Regions from separate parts of the Sus scrofa genome. Here region 1 is linked to region 2. The links are chromatin contacts, called in public Hi-C maps. All regions are on one chromosome and are shown on one strand. Each heading gives the region's core, a stretch centred on a gene start, on an enhancer-like site or on the middle of the called end of the contact. The rest is flanking DNA. Distances are from core to core; before and after follow the strand shown.

Region 1 (2,995 bases), core at 464-2,963, 120 kb before region 2:
GTGGCTAGCTGCCTGCAGGCGCCCTCACGAGTGCTCCCTCCCTGCCTGGTCCAGGTGTGGAAGTATCCCAAGGTATGGGAGGGCTTCATCAAGTGCTGTCAACGCACCAAGCCCCAGAGCTTCCAGGTCATCCTGCAGCTCCCACCCCAGCAGTTGGGTGCCGTCTTTGACAAGTGCCCCGAGCTCCGGGAGCCCCTTCTGGCTCATGTCCGCTCCTTCACCCCCCACCAGGTACCCTAGGGTGTGAGGTGGGTGGCCCCCTGGGTCTGGCCCTGGGGGACTGGGTGGGGTGGGCAGAGGGGCACCCAGTATTTCCACAAAGGACTGGGGCTCTGGAGGGTCAAGGACACCAAAGATGGGGGGCGCTGTCTATGGGTCACAGCTGCCCACAGCGCCCCCATTCTGTTCTTTCCCTAGCAAGCACACATCCCCAACTCCATCATGACCATTCTGGAAGCCAGCGGCAAGCAGGAGCCAGAGACTAAGGAAGCGCCTGCCGGGCCCCTGGAAGAGGTGAGGGCCTGCAGCCCCTTCCCCGAGCCAGAAAGGCCCCAGCCCCTCCGGCCCACTCCAGCCCTCTCTGCGGAGGCGCCTCCTGAAAGGGACTGGGGCCGGCAGACAGCTGCCCCTTACTCCCCGCGCCTGCCCTAGTGTCTGCCTCAGGATGGTTTCTGGCTTCTTTCCCACCATCCTCTTGAGAGCAGCCTGGGTCCTCGGTCCCACCCATCCTGAGCTGCTGTGTGTCCCTCCCCACCCCCAGGACGACTTAGAGCCCCTGGCCCTGGCACCGCCCCCGGCCCCCCGACCCCCTCAAGACCTCATCGGCCTGCGGCTGGCCCAGGAGAAGGCCTTAAAGCGGCAGCTGGAGGAGGAACAGAAACTGAAGCCTGGGGGAGTGGGAGCCCCCTCCTCGTCATCATCCTCTTCCTCGGCCCGGCCAGGCCCTCCCCAGCCAGAGGAAGCCATTGACTTCCGGGAGGAGGGCCCGGAGTGCGAGACCCCAGCCATCTTCATCAGCATGGATGACGATTCGGGGCTGACCGAGGCTGCGCTGCTGGACTCTAGTCTTGAGGGACCCCTGCCTAAGGTAGGGATAACAACCTTCGAGCACGAGAAACACCAGGGATCCGGGCTGACGTGTCTGTGCCGAGTGCCCAAGGCGGGGAGGGGGCAGGAAGGGTAAGGCCATCTTTGACCAGCTCCCACTTCTCCGGTCACTAGGAAGCCGCCATTGGATTGATTTCAAAGGAGGAGCGGAGCCCCCAGACCCTCACCCCTGCCCTAGAAGACATCGTTAAGACCCCCAGCCCCGCCGCCGAGGAAGCCGGGGAACCGGAGACCAAGGGGAACAGCTGACCAAGGGGAAGGGCTTGGTGGGGAGGGGGAGGGGGAGTGGGACTGGGAGCTCAGGAAGGGCGGCGGGGCGGGGCTTGGCCAGCCGGGCTTTGCCTCGAAAAATTAAAAAAGGAAGATCGCTGGTTTGGGCATGGGTGCAGGCCCTGTCTCTGCCGTCAGGTCAGCTGTGGGACTGCAGCAGCTCGTGGGCGCGCCCAGGAGCCTCCTGCAAGAAGGGAGGCCGCGCAGGCCTGGGACTGCGCCTGCGCAGAGGGCCGCTCCTCGCCCCGCTTCCCCGCGCGCCCTCCCCTGGTAACCGCCCGCCCCTCCCTCCTTGGCAACCGGCGTCTCTGCGGCTGTCAGGGTCGGAGGTACACCTATACGGCGGGCGACTGGTCTGGCCTAGCTGCGGGCCTTCCTCCCAGAGGTCCACGGTCCCGTTTAAACTATGGGGGACCCACCCCCCGACCCCGAGCCCCCGCCCCAGCCAAGCTCCAGCCATCGGGATTCTCAGGTCTCCGAGCAGCGGCGGCGACGCAGTCGGGAACCCTCTAGGCCCTCAGCCTCAGATGAGGTGCAGCAGATACCGCTTGACACGCGGATCCTGCGCAGCAGTCAGGAGATCCCGTCGAACCCGATGAACCTCCAGGGCTGGTCACAAGGGGCCAGCCTGCCTCCAAATGAGAACGCCTTGTTCCAGGCTGAGGAAGCCCAGCTGGGCGAAGTAGAGTACCTTTCCCCAAATACGGGCTTCCCCTCCGAGGAACAGCCCCGCACTTACCCGAGTGAAGACGGGCTCTGGGCTCACAACGCCAGTCTAATGCTGCAGCAGCTACGTCAGGGCAAAGGCAGCCTCTTCCAGCAAGTGGAGGCTGCCTATCAGGAGCCTCGGGCTGACCTCTTGGGCCAGTTCACCATGTACCAGAGAGAAGACCTGCAGTTCAGCCAGGGTGCCCAGCATGGGCCCTACATCAGGGATGACCCTGCCCTCCAGTTCTCCCCCTCTGAGCTGGGATTCATGCCCTTCAACATAGAGGCGCCTGAGCCGGAACCTCGGGAGCTGGCTGTGCAGAACGCCAAGGCCTACCTGCTGCAGACCAGCATCAAATGTGACCTCAGCCTGTGAGAGTGGGGCCCTGGAGTGGGGAGGGGATTGGACCCAGGTAGGGAGAGGCCCCAGCCAAGGCCCTTCCTCAGGTCTGGGGTCTCCTCAGTAAGGGGAGAACCAGCGACTACTCTGGAGGCATCTGACTCAGACTAGAAGTCAGGCCGTAAATACTAAAAGCCAGCATTTACTTAGCAGACATTGTGCCACCACTTCACACATCAACATCTGGTTCTCGCAGCTGAGATCAGTGCATCTTCTATTCCCATTTTGCATGAGAGGAAATTGAGAGAAATTAGGTCCTGTATCCAAAATAACACAGCTAGGATGTGACAGAGCCAGGATTTCAGCACAAGCGATTTGACTCCTGAGGCCCTGTTGTCTGTTTGCCAAGGTCACTTATCTGAAGTCATAACACCCTTCTCGACACCCCATCACATCCTCATGACGCTGACTCTGTAGTGGGCGAGTAGACTATATATAGTAAATTATAAGGTTATGATAAGAGCTAAGGTGAGCAACAAGGCAGAGTACTGAGGATAGGGCGAGCGGGTT
Region 2 (3,422 bases), core at 610-3,109:
ACCAAGCAAGTTCTCACCGCAGATGCTTTCCACTCTGGGAAGCCCTTCCTCGGTTCCACCCCAAACTCCGCCCCCTTCGCGGTCCCACTTTTGGTCCCACCCACCTAGTGTGGGCCCCGCCCAAGACCCTTCCGCTTTCAAGCTTCTTCTCAGGCCCCTCCCACGCAGCCCACATCTACCCTAGACTGGTCTTTGGCGCCCCGCACGCACGTTAGTCCCGGGCTCTCCTCAGGCCCACCCCGCTCAGCCCCAGACCTTCCCTTGCCCCTAGTCCTCCAGCCCTGTCACACCTGGTAGGGGATCTGCAGCCTGCAGTGTCTCCTGGCACTCCCTGCGGTACCGTTCCCAGCGCTGGTACAGCTCTCCCGCTGTCTGCCCCTCCGAGCCTGCCTACAAAAGGAGAGAAGAGAGGAGCACCCCGCCCCGCCCCCTGCTCCCGGGCAGCCGGTTATTTTACGGCCAGAAACACCCTAGAGGGACTTGGAGGGGCCGTCCTGTTTTGCTCAGGAGTCTCGGGTAGCATAGAAACCTCTTCTAAGTCTTGAGTGGTGCCTAGAAACCGCCAGGCAAGTTGCTGTGGGGGACCGTGGGGGACTTGCGAGTGGGGTAAGATTTAAGGCCGTCCCCAGACATCCCTCCGAGCCTTGAACTCCTGGGCTCCTCCGGTTCTCACCTCCGCCCTCCGGAGCAGCGGCCCGCACAGCAAGAGCAGCAGCAGCAGCCGCCGGGGTGGACAGTTCCGCATCGTGAGGGTGGCGGGGCATGGGGGACGAAGACTCCGGTCACGCAGGGGCGGCCCGGTCTAGGGGGTCCGAGGACCAAGTCAGGAGCCTCTGCCCTCGGCCCCAGCCCCAGCGCCAACCCCCTCAGGGATTCACATACTCGGATTCGGAGGCAGCCCCCCGCCACCACGAGTAGGATTTGGGGGCGGGGTGGGGGGAGGAGGTAGCCGTGAGGAGTGGGTGGAGACTCCCCGGCCCGCCCCTGGCCGTTGCCAGGGCCACGAAGGTGGAAGGGGGATGTTTGCTGAGGGTGCGGTTGCCTTAGAGCTGGGCTGGGCGGAAGCGCCAGTGTCACCCGGAGTCTAGACCTGGTGACTCCAGGGAACCTGGATACTGCCTTGGAGAAGAAGAAATAGAGCTTAAAATGACTCTTGGAGTTCCCACTCTCCCGTCCAAAGGACGTTCAAATCTCTGATAGGAACCAGACCTTATCGAACTTTCCCCACCGTGGATAAAACCCAGGGTCGACGGGGCAACCCTCTCCTTTGGGACTAGAGAGGCGTCAGACCGGGGTTTAGGTCTGCAGGAGCCCAGATGCCTGGAAATCGGTCTGACACCCAACACCCTACACGGGGTACCATGCAGGGAAAGGGGGAAGCAGGGAGGATCTCAGATGGAGCCCCAGAAAGAGTGACAGATGCATGAGACAGACATACAGAGACTAGAGACACAGAGACAGACAAAATGAGACACACAGCAAGAGACAGAGACCAAAGGGCAGAGAAAGATGGAGACAAAAAATGTGGGCTAGGAGGCAAAGAGGAGATAGAGACACGGAGAGAGACACAGAATAGGGGAAAGGGACAGAGATACGGAGCTGTCTAGAGGCTAAACAGGGAGACACGGAGACAGAGATACCAAGCGACAGCCTGTGGGCTCAGAGAGAGACAAAGGCACAGGCTAAGAAATGGAGAAAGAGGGGCTCAAGACATGAGGGGGACTTGGGGCAGGGGAAATGGCCCGGAATGAGGGGCGCCCTCACCTGTCCCAAGCCCTCCTCTGGACCCCTTGCTTCTGACTCTGCTGCCTCTGCTGCCGCCTCCGCTGCCTCCACTTCCTCGCCAGGGCTCTGGAAGAGGTGACAGCCTGGGGTGGTGGGAGGGGCGGGGCCAGGGCGGGCCGGAGAACGGGAGGGGGAGCTCTGGGCAGAAGCCCGGGACTGGGTGCTCGGCGCTTGTGAGTTTCACAGCCTCTCAGGGTCTCGCGGGGGGGCAGTCACAGAGTCATCGCCCTGAGCACATCCCCCCCACCCCCCAGAGTGCACAGCCTCTCGCATTATCCCAGCTCCCGCACGCGGAGGCGCCGTCACACACACACCGTCACACACCGTCCCACACGCTGAGCCACAGAGAGGGCTCACACACGGTTCCTCACTTCCTCCCGTCCATTCGCAGTCCTACAATGCACCGTCGCTCCCAGGTTGATGGTTACCCACAGTGACAAAGCCACTCACACAGTCCCGGCATCCTATTGCGTCAATCACACATGTTCACACCATAGGTAGGTCACATCACAAACACCATCTCCCCCTCCACTGGTCTGTGTGTTGCATGAGGACAGGGCATCTTGGTCACCCAGCGTCACTCAGCACAGGTTTGGGCATAGAGCAGAGGTTCAGAGAATGATTGTTGATGAAATAAAGGCCCACAGTTATAGGGTTCCTCACCACCCTTTAACGACGTGGTCTGAGGATCACACACAATGTTACACAACTACACACCCGTTTACACGATCATACATCACCTCACACAGGTCACATAATCCTCTTCAGAGCCCACAGGCACATCCCAACAATACATGTTCCCAGAGGTCCCTAAGGCACACACTCTCACATATTCCCAGTGTCATTTGGTCACACCTGTCACCCTCAGTCCCACCCAGTGCTAAGGTTACCCAGACACACAACACTCCATTACAACCTGCACTCACAAGTCACATACAGTCACACACAGACACACAGTTGTGCCCAGGCTCACACACCAGCATCCCACAAGCACACACAAACCCACAGCCTCACGCCATCTCCTTGTTCCAATCTCCACTGAATCACACACCTCCTCACACGCTCCATTTCCAGTCTCTTCCTTTGCCCTGAAATATGGAGACCCTCTGGCTTAGAGCCCGGCTCTCCGTCCTCTCTTCCCCCATCAATGCAAACTGCCAATTCCAGCTCATTAATCATACCGGTAATGCTCATGAGCACACACTCCCCTGGGAGCTGTAAGATAAATGGGACAGAGGCAGGTCTGCCCATTTCGCAGAGGAGAAACTGAGGCCCGATGGCCCCAGAAGGGCAGGGCGTAAAGGTGGCATGAGATCCAGCAGGAGAGGAAGGAAGGAGACCAGGCTGAGGGTGGGGCGGGTGTGAGGGGGGTCCTGGCTTCCTGACCTCCAGCTTGCCTCTCTGCTCTCTGCCCTACATTCCTGGCGCCCTCTGGGTCCTGGGAAAGGCTCGGGTCACAGAGTGGAGAGGAGAGGGGGCTGAGATGGCCAGGCACCTTGGGAAGAGGCTGGTGCTGGGAGGGAGTCTCTCCTTGGCTCCAAGAGGGTCTGGGGGTCACTCACTAGAGATGGGAAGGTGGGGGAGGCAGAAAGGGGGGGAGCCAGAGGAGAGAAACTGAGATGGTGAGAGAGACAGGA

The links. A called contact is a pair of places that touch in the nucleus more often than the background predicts.
Region 1: a Hi-C map of fetal skeletal muscle shows a contact between it and region 2, with 3 times the contacts expected there. The contact joins the promoter of RSPH6A here to the promoter of GIPR in region 2. A contact is called at or near these places in 3 of 5 promoter capture datasets (fetal liver and liver), 20 of 47 Hi-C or Micro-C datasets (alveolar macrophages, blood, brain and 12 more) and 1 of 2 datasets of contacts at active chromatin or transcription factors (skeletal muscle).

Annotation. Positions count from the first base shown.
Region 1 is chr6:52,137,901-52,140,895 of Sscrofa11.1, reverse strand. It overlaps RSPH6A (radial spoke head protein 6 homolog A), which reads left to right and starts at 1,713. Exons shown (of 5, transcript XM_021094594.1): 1 at 1,713-2,457. The coding sequence starts at 1,784. It overlaps SYMPK (symplekin), which reads left to right. Exons shown (of 27, transcript XM_005664608.3): 24 at 55-231; 25 at 418-513; 26 at 761-1,087; 27 at 1,222-2,995. The coding sequence ends at 1,356.
Region 2 is chr6:52,021,104-52,024,525 of Sscrofa11.1, reverse strand. GIPR (gastric inhibitory polypeptide receptor) reads right to left here and starts at 1,859. Exons shown (of 14, transcript XM_021094579.1): 1 at 1,765-1,859; 2 at 674-802; 3 at 291-390. The coding sequence starts at 745.